3 separate regions of the Mus musculus genome follow, and regions 1 and 2 are each linked to region 3. The links are chromatin contacts, called in public HiChIP or PLAC-seq maps. All regions are on one chromosome and are shown on one strand. The core of a region is the stretch at or near the end of the contact, and the rest is flanking DNA. Distances in the headings are between cores, read along the strand shown.

Region 1 (2,700 bases), core at 186-2,685, 53 kb after region 3:
TAAACTCCAGATCCCTAAGAGGTAAGATGAAATTTGGAATTGATATCAGTAAGAAAGGAAGATGAGAGTAGGTGTGTTGAGAAGGGTGGATAAGAATAATTTAGCCTGAGGCCAACCTGAACACACCAGCAGACTCAATGGGGCTATGAGAGGATGGGAGACAGCATTGGAGAGAGAGAGAGAAAGAAGATAGTAGGTAGAGGAGGCCAAGAGGACCAAGAGAGTGCATGGGAACCCAGAGAGGGGAGCCAGGAGCCAAGAGAAGAACCAAGAGAGCAAGTAACCAAAATAGCAGAGTTAAATGGGATTGAGAAGCCTGGGGGAAGGGAAGGGCAGCCCAGCCCCAGAGAGGGAGAGGCTTAGGGTAGGGGTGGAATGAGAAGTGCTGGGAGGAGCATGGGGACGGAGGAAGACTTGTCTGGGGGTTTCTTTAGGATCTGACAAACAAAAGTGGTGTTTTAGAATGCAAGTGTCTCTAAACGGTACAAAGCTATAAAAGGTTAACAGTAACATTTGTGAGATTCCTACAGCATGGGTACACACACACACACACACACACACACACACACACACACATCCATCCTTCCTTTTAAAACATGAAATAAACCAGAGTCAAGGTTTTAGAAATGACGTTCAGTTGTCCACATAAAGAAACAGGAAAAAAAAAAAAAAAAAAGGAAAAAAAAAAAAAGAAACAGGAAAAAGAATGACTTAAGTTTTGCAGAATATGGTATAAATGACAGTTGGCGTCACTTTCTGTTAACCTAGAAGAGTCTGGCACTCCTGGTGATTCGTTTCTCCTGTAGAAGGTTAGGATGCAGATCTCTGTTTAGCTACTACTTTGTAATTTAACTGCACCATGAGGCTGATTTGAAGACAGTGAATATACCACGAAGTAGAATTTGGAATTATGATAGAATTCATCTCTAAACAGTGTGGATTTATGGAGTAGAATGCACAGTATGGACTTATGGTAACTAACACTCACGTGCGAGTGGGCCAGTTGCCCCTGTCTTGGCTGCTTGATACTTTCCAGGTAATTCCCAGGGCCCTCTCCCAACACTATGCCCCATCTCTTCAGTGTGTGCACCTCCTGTGAGTCTGGTTTTGTTTTTGATATACAACTTTTACAATGTGCCCAAAATGTTTTGACGTTTGGGTATGAGGAAGTACCAACAAGGGGGATGCATAATTCTGAGGCTGACATTCTGAAAATAAATAAACAAGGAGTAGAAATTACTTTTAAAGGCCTATAGCATCTATTTCTGTCAGTAGGTATTTATTTACATTGTCATGTTACACTAATTATAATGTCTGTGCCAGGAAATGCCTGTAGCATAACTTGTATTAGCAAGAATGAATTAGCATGGAGTGAGTCACCATGACTATGACCCTTGTCAAGGCTGTGTCAGAGCGGTATGGACCAATAGAAATACAGTGCAGGCTGTATATGTAATATTGTTTCTAGAAACTACACTAGGAAAAGCCTCTCCCCTTCTTGGTACATGTTAGAGTGAAACACAGGGTCTTGTGTAGGGCTGGCTAGCTTAGTACTCTACATATATCCCAGGCTAGTCTCAACCTCACAGCAGTCTTTATGCCCCAGCTTCCTCAGTGCTGGGTTTGTAGGTGTGTACCAGCAAGCTTAGCTAATAACCCTTTTAAAAAATTACATTTATTTAGCATGTGGGTGCATGCTTGTGAGCTTGGTAGCAAGTGCCTTAACCCATGGCCTTGTTTAGAGACAGGGCCTCACTGTGTTACTGAGGGTGGTCTCCAGCTCTCTATACCTGGGCTGGCCGCAAACTGTGACCCTCTTGCCACCCCTGCTTCCTGGGTGCTGAGATTATAGGTGTGGACCACTGTGCCCAGTGCTTAATCTGTATTTTGATTTCGTAAAATTTACTGATGTAAAAGGCTCAAATACAGTGTTCCACATGTGCCTAAGGCTTTCAGTTACTGAATTAATTTCCATTTTAATTTAGTTATGTAAAATGAACATTTCAGCTCCTGTCAACTCCTGTCAGTCAAAGCACTTGATATGCATTTTACCACCTTCCCCACTAGATAGGATCCATTACTGCTTTCTCTTGCTGGTCATGGTCTTCGACTGAATGCTGCCATTGTGTACAGGCAACATCCAGTAGACCAGCAGTCAAACCTTGTGACTTCACATTCGCTTCCTCGGGAGCTACGCGCTGACATTGTCCACAAGGGAGCCCTGAGGGCAGCATCTTAGGGAGAGAGCACTGAGAAGCATTAGTCTTACACACACACACACACACACACACACACACACACATACACACACGCACTGAAATTGGAACTGGGACAATGGCCTACTGGGTAAAGCGCTTGGCCCACAAGTGTGAGGACCTGGACTTGAGTTCCCAGAACATCTGTAAGAAGCTGAGCCAGGCGGTGGTGGTGGTTCATGCCTTTAATCCCAGCACTTGGGAGGCAGACAGGTGGATTTTTTTGGGTTTGAGGTCAACCTGGTCTACAGAGTTCCAGGACAGCCAGGGCTACACAGAGAAACCCTGTCTCGGAAAAAAACAAACAAACAAAAAAGAAGCTGAGTGTGTCATTGCACATCTGTAATCCTGGCACTGGGGACACAGGGATAGCCAACCTAGCCAAATCAATGAGCCTCTGGCTCAATAAGAGAAATCTTTAAAAAGGAAGTGGAAAGCAACTGAA
Region 2 (2,700 bases), core at 87-2,586, 41 kb before region 3:
GGACGGTGTTCAGTGAAGCCTGCTGCTTTCGCTGGCCCATTTAATCCTGTGAATCCACAGCCCGCTGCTGTTGGATTGAGAGTCTTCTCGATTTGCTTGTTGTATCATCAGAAATATAACGCCCGGGCTTTCTTTGAAAGTCACCGCACGTCTTTTCTAACGCACGTGTGTTGTTTGGACAAATGGCAGAGAAGAACCAAAGCACGTGCAGGACTCAAAAGGACTGAAGCTGAACCGGTAAAAAATAACCAAAGTCACCAGGTCGTTCTCTCAGAAATGCCTGTTAGGCCACCATCGCTCAACTGTCCCTCTGATTACCCCCAAGACATTAGTCATCTGTAATTCAACAGGAATTGAGGTTACATAGGTGTGCATCTGTCAAAGTCATCGAACGAGGACACTTGGGACATACACTCACTGTAACACATCCCTTAATCCAGCTGGTCTCCCTTGTCAAATCGTGACATCTCAAGGACATCAAGGAACAAGTATTCAACTTTTGAACTCTCAAAACTAGACCTTGCCTAGCCTGTGTGAGGATCACAGTAAACACCTCACTGATCAAAGGAAGACAAACTCAAGAATTTGAGGGCCTGGGGCTGGAGAGGTGGCTCAGTAGTTAAGAGCACGGGTTGCTCTGCCAACAGCCACAAGGTGGCTCACAACTGTCTGTGACCTCAATCCCAGTCAGTGGATCGGACATTCTCTTCTGGCCCCGCTAGGGACAAAGTACCTAACGGTGCACAGGCACGCATGCAGGCAAAACACTCCTACACATACAACAAGTAGCTTAAGAGATTTAAAGAATTTAAGAAATTATATGTATTGGAGTTTATTCTGAAAAGCACTCATTAGGATTGTGAGAGTAGAGGCACACATCTTTAACCCCAGTGCTTGAGAAGCAGAGGCAGGCAGATCTCTGAGTTCAAGGACAGCCTGGTCTACAGAGTGAGTTCCAAGACAGCCAGGACTACATAGAGAAACCCTAGTGTGGGGAGTGGGGGTGGGGGACATCAGAATGAAAATGTCATAATGAAATCTATTATTCTATATGTTAACTTTAAAAAATGAAAGTACTATTTTAAGTAATGATTATATCTGGAGAGTTATTGCAAGCATTTAAATTTAACTCATTATAAAAAGAACTCTGTTAATGAACAAACTAGTGGTTTCAGTGCCTTGCACTGTTCATTATATATGACCCTACTGCCACCTAGTGGAAATGCCAGGCTATTACCACACTTGAAAAGTCCCAAAAAGAAGACAAGACTCCCAATTGGGCTGATGGGACAGAAAGCAAACATAATTAAGCCACAAACATGCAGGAGATCCCACAAGGGAACATTCCTTTCTGCTTTGATCACTTCTGTGTGCCTAGAGCCAAGGAGATTGGCAGAGGACTTTGTTGGCTTTCAGAGACTATTTATTAGCTCACTGACAAGACCCAGGGAAGACATTTAGTCATTCAAAGGCAATAGAATTTTATTCAGACAATGGATTGCTCAGTATTTAAAGGAAATGAGCTATTAAGCCACAGAAGCAAGGATCAACTTTCAATGCATGTTGCAAAGCGAAAGAAGTAAACTTGGAAGGGTTATACACAGTATGATCCAAATCCCCGTGACATTCGGGAGAAGTCAAGGCCACAGAGGCAGGAAGAAGAGCATCGGTGGCCAGGACTGACTGAGAGAGAGAGGAGGGGATAGATGGAACTGGAGACATGTCACACCCACTGGTCCAAACTCAGAGAATATGCAACACTAAGTGAATCTTAATACAAACTTTAGCTGTTAGGTGATGTGTCACATGAGTCAGGAGTTGTGATAACTGTACTTAAGGCTGGGATGTAGACGTGAGGACAGCTGTGTGTTTGAGAAGCACAGTACATATGTTACCTCTTTGTATCTCTATACCCAAAACTAGTCCAAAACACAAAATCGACTTTAAAAGAGATTACACACACACACACACACATGTATACACACACACATGTATACACACACACACAATGCTTCACTCTGACCTAAGAGTCCTCTGTGTAAAATCTGCATTTAATGAGTACATCCAAAGCAGGATGCTTGCTAGATGTGGTGGCATAAGCCTGAAAGCCAGCATTTATCAGGCTAAATTAGGTGTTTAAGGCCAGCCTGGAGAAAGGGGTACTTCCTAGTCATCAAGCAGTTTGATGGTGCTTACTGGGTATCACACGCTGTCTTCCCCGTTTCACAAACATCAGATCATTTCATGTATAGAGAATCTGTGACTGCCACTCCTGGCTGCCAATCTCACATCTGGAATGAACTACAATCCAGAAGCAGAGGGCACACCTACAACAGATTTTTTGCTTGGTTAGAAGTGTGTGGATCCACTTCTAGTCAGGACTTTTGGTGGAAAGGCACTCACCTTTTATCTGTATCTTAAGGTGGGAAGACACACCTATAATCCGGGCCACACCTTCTGCTGGAAGCCTACATAAGGACTTAGAAGAAGGAAGCTTTTGCTCTGTGCCCGCTTGCTCTTCTCTTGCTAGCCAAGTCCATTCCTTCACTGGCATTAGATTAGAGCCTATCTCTTAGGGATGTGTCTACTAGCAGAGACATCTAGCCTCATGGACTGACAACTCCTGGATTCTTGGACTTTCTGTTCACAGCCTGACATTGTTGGATTAGCTGGACTGCAGCCTGTGAGGCATCCCGATAA
Region 3 (2,890 bases), core at 76-2,575:
TGTGAAGGGAGTGAATTGCTTTAACCCCACAAACTTCCCGCTGCTCTTTCAGCAACAAATCGCGTGCAGGTGTGTGCATGTCATTTCGATCACCACTTGAGAAGATAACAGATAACATTATTATTTGCTAACTTTAAAATGCAAAGCGAAGTCTTCAGTTATAAACTAAACAAGAATATTGTGGAAGCCGGGCGTTGGTAACAGCAAGACTTTGGGACGCAGAGAAGGCCAGCCTAGTCTACAGAGCAGCTACAGAGAAACCCTGTCTGAGGGGGCGGGGACTGAGGAGGGAGGAGAGGGGAGCGAGGGGAGTATCCTGGAATGTATAGTAAAGCTAGACTCCCCACCTCTACCCACCCCAAACACAGAGGGATGGGTCTGGAACCTACCTACCTCAGAGTCCTTATCCCAGTGCATGGTGGGAACCCGATGTGTGCGGACGGAAGTGTATATGTTACACAACTCTATAAACAGTAAAGCACCCTCCGCTGACACCGTGCTTCCAGACTTCGAAACACTGTCACATAAACTGTTGCATCTACACAGAGGTGGTGAGTTACATTTGTCCGCACAATCTCTAGAGGGCAAAGCACACCGCGAGTCCTACGCTCCTAGAGTAGACTGTTTGCATCTCTTATTTTGCTCTTTTGTTACACGGTTAATTCTCATTTGCTCCAGTCCTTAGGGATGTCTCATTCATCTTCCTAAACCCAAGCCACGTAAAATCCAGACCAGCAAAGTACAACATAAACACCAGGCTTCTCGCTCCTCCCGCAAGACAGGTCAGGTGGGGCCTCAGTTCTGATCCTGACGTACACACCCCTACTCCTTCCCAGACTCACACCCCCCTGCCACTTCTGATTTCCACAACCAATGAAGCTCGTTGCACAGGCTTTGAATATTTTTGTTCCCCAGCAAAATTATCTGCCCGACGCTTCCCCTTCATCTGCACCACTGCCTCCCCCAATTCCCACCGCAGCCTAGGGTGCTGCAGACACCCCACAGAGCTGTGCCCTCGAGGCCCACCCCCACCCGCAGAGCCACGCGCCCCGGGCTCAGGTTCCGTACGTACCCCAGTAGGCAGCGATCACAGACTACGCCACGACTCCCCTTGCACACAGTGTAAGCCAAGGGGTCGGAGCGGAAGAGCAGCTCCCCGGGGCGCAGTGGAGCCACAGCACGCAGCCCGTTTCCCCGGTTGGCAGTCGTGAACTTTTCCACCTTCAGTGCCTCCATCCTTCCTCAGATCCACACCTCAGATCCGAACTGCGTCCCTCAGCTTGAGTCTCGTGTTTTCTGACTGCGCGCCTGCGTCCTGCGCTTGCGTACACCAGGGGGCGGAGACGAGCGCGCAGGTCCTGTGAGCATGCGCAGGAGGACCTACTACAGCTCGGGATGGGGTGGTGTATTTCCTCCTGTATTTTATTCCGCGCTTTTTTTTTTCTTTTTCTTTTTCTTTTTCTTTTTGAGACGGAGTCTCACTATGTGTAGCAAAGACTGATCTGGAGCTCTCTTGATAGACCAAGGAACCTCTCTATTTAGACCTCGAACTCACAGGATTCTGCCCGCCTCAGCCTCCTCAGTTCTGGAATTCAAGGTGTGCTCCACCACGCCCAGCTTATTATGCAAATTTTAATGCATAGTGAAAAAAAAAATGGTAAGAGCCCATGAGTGGTGGCACACACCTTTAACCTCTGCACTGGGGAGGCAGAGGCAGGAAGACCTCTGAGTTTAAAGCCAGCGTGGTTTATAGAGTGAGTTTCAGGACAGCCAAGGCTATACAACAGAGAAGCCCTGTATCAAAAAAAAAAAAAAAAAAAAAAAAAGGGCAGTGGTTATCTGTATATTCAGCATCTAGATCGAAAAATTCTTAACATCTGCAGGGTTTTTTTTTAAGATTTATTTACTGTTATATGTAAGTGCACTATAGCTGTCTTCAGACTCACCAGAAAGGGCATCAGATCTCATTACAGATCTGTGGTGAGCAATCATGTGGTTTCTGGGATTTGAACTCAGGACCTTCAGAAGAGCAGTCAGTGCTCTTAACCACTGAGCCATCTCTCCAGCCCAGCATCTGCAGTTTTGGATCACACCTTCTGTATATCTATCTATATGCCTATATTTTTTTATAAACCGTTTTAGAGTTATGTTTGTTGAACCCTTTGAAATAATGTTGCAGTCAGGTCTTGAACTCAGAAACCCTTTATTCTCTTCCTCCTGAGTTCTTGGATTATGGATATACAAGCAAAGGATTATGGGTATACAATGAACAAGCAAAGGAGTAGGCACAAGACTGCCTAGGAGGGTCAGCATGATCAACCAGTTCTGATGCTCAGACTCAGCTATATGAGACCTATATCAGACCACACAAAGCTTTTTAAAGACAGCGTCTATTGTGTATCTCTGGCTGTCCTGGAACTCTCTGTGTAGATCAGGCTGGCCTTGAACTCATAGACATCCTGCCTCTGCCTTTCCTGTATACACGTCTGTGTGCCTTCTGGGAACCCCAGCAAACACACAAGTGGAAGACTAGCCTCAGTAACAGAGAAATCCTGCTTAAAACATCTTTTTCTATGAGTGATTTCTTACTTCAATCCAAATATTTTGTTGGTTTGTGACCATGCCTCACAATTTCGCCCTGGCTGACCTGAAAAATCTCTGTGTAAAGCAGGCTGGCTTGGAATTCGGAGATCTGCCTGCCTCTACCTCTCTGCCCCACCCACCAACCCTGTCCCTAATCCTGCCCCTTGCCCCACCCCTGCCTCTCTGCCTCTGCCCCTGCCCCTTCCTGTAACTTTAATTTTTTTTTGTTTTGTTTTGTTTTTTTTTTTTTTTTTTTTCGAGACAGGGTTTCTCTGTGTAGCCCTGGCTGTCCTGGAACTCACTTTGT

The links. HiChIP or PLAC-seq counts read pairs in DNA pulled down with a chosen protein or histone mark.
Region 1: an HNF4G HiChIP or PLAC-seq map of pancreatic cancer cells shows a contact between it and region 3. The contact joins the enhancer-like site here to the promoter of Smyd3 in region 3. A contact is called at or near these places in 19 of 39 promoter capture datasets (the 3T3-L1 cell line, 3T3-L1-derived adipocytes, the HPC-7 cell line and 13 more), 1 of 15 datasets of contacts at CTCF or cohesin (the NIH/3T3 cell line), 7 of 484 Hi-C or Micro-C datasets (CD8 T cells, Th17 cells, effector CD8 T cells and 4 more), 5 of 115 datasets of contacts at active chromatin or transcription factors (the SCID.adh cell line, embryonic stem cells and pancreatic cancer cells) and 2 of 9 other capture datasets (adipose tissue and pancreatic islet).
Region 2: a CTCF HiChIP or PLAC-seq map of the NIH/3T3 cell line shows a contact between it and region 3, with 12 read pairs. The contact joins the enhancer-like site here to the promoter of Smyd3 in region 3. A contact is called at or near these places in 1 of 39 promoter capture datasets (cranial neural crest), 1 of 15 datasets of contacts at CTCF or cohesin (the NIH/3T3 cell line), 1 of 484 Hi-C or Micro-C datasets (embryonic stem cells), 3 of 115 datasets of contacts at active chromatin or transcription factors (the SCID.adh cell line and embryonic stem cells) and 1 of 9 other capture datasets (pancreatic islet).

Annotation. Positions count from the first base shown.
Region 1 is chr1:179,569,281-179,571,980 of GRCm38.p6, forward strand. All of the region lies in intron 1 of Cnst (consortin, connexin sorting protein), which reads left to right. Among named protein-coding and RNA genes, the nearest start is that of Cnst, 24 kb to the left of the region's middle. Within about 2 kb of position 1,436, at least 67 of the 459 cell types and tissues checked have an H3K27ac peak or open chromatin away from gene starts, as enhancers often do. A contact at or near this core is called in the NIH/3T3 cell line, the SCID.adh cell line, Th17 cells and 4 more, where this site is marked.
Region 2 is chr1:179,476,040-179,478,739 of GRCm38.p6, forward strand. The region is part of intron 1 of Smyd3 (SET and MYND domain containing 3); the gene reads right to left. Among named protein-coding and RNA genes, the nearest start is that of Smyd3, 41 kb to the right of the region's middle. Within about 2 kb of position 1,337, at least 61 of the 459 cell types and tissues checked have an H3K27ac peak or open chromatin away from gene starts, as enhancers often do. A contact at or near this core is called in the NIH/3T3 cell line and the SCID.adh cell line, where this site is marked.
Region 3 is chr1:179,516,716-179,519,605 of GRCm38.p6, forward strand. Smyd3 (SET and MYND domain containing 3) reads right to left here and starts at 1,326. Exons shown (of 12, transcript NM_027188.4): 1 at 1,073-1,326. The coding sequence starts at 1,236.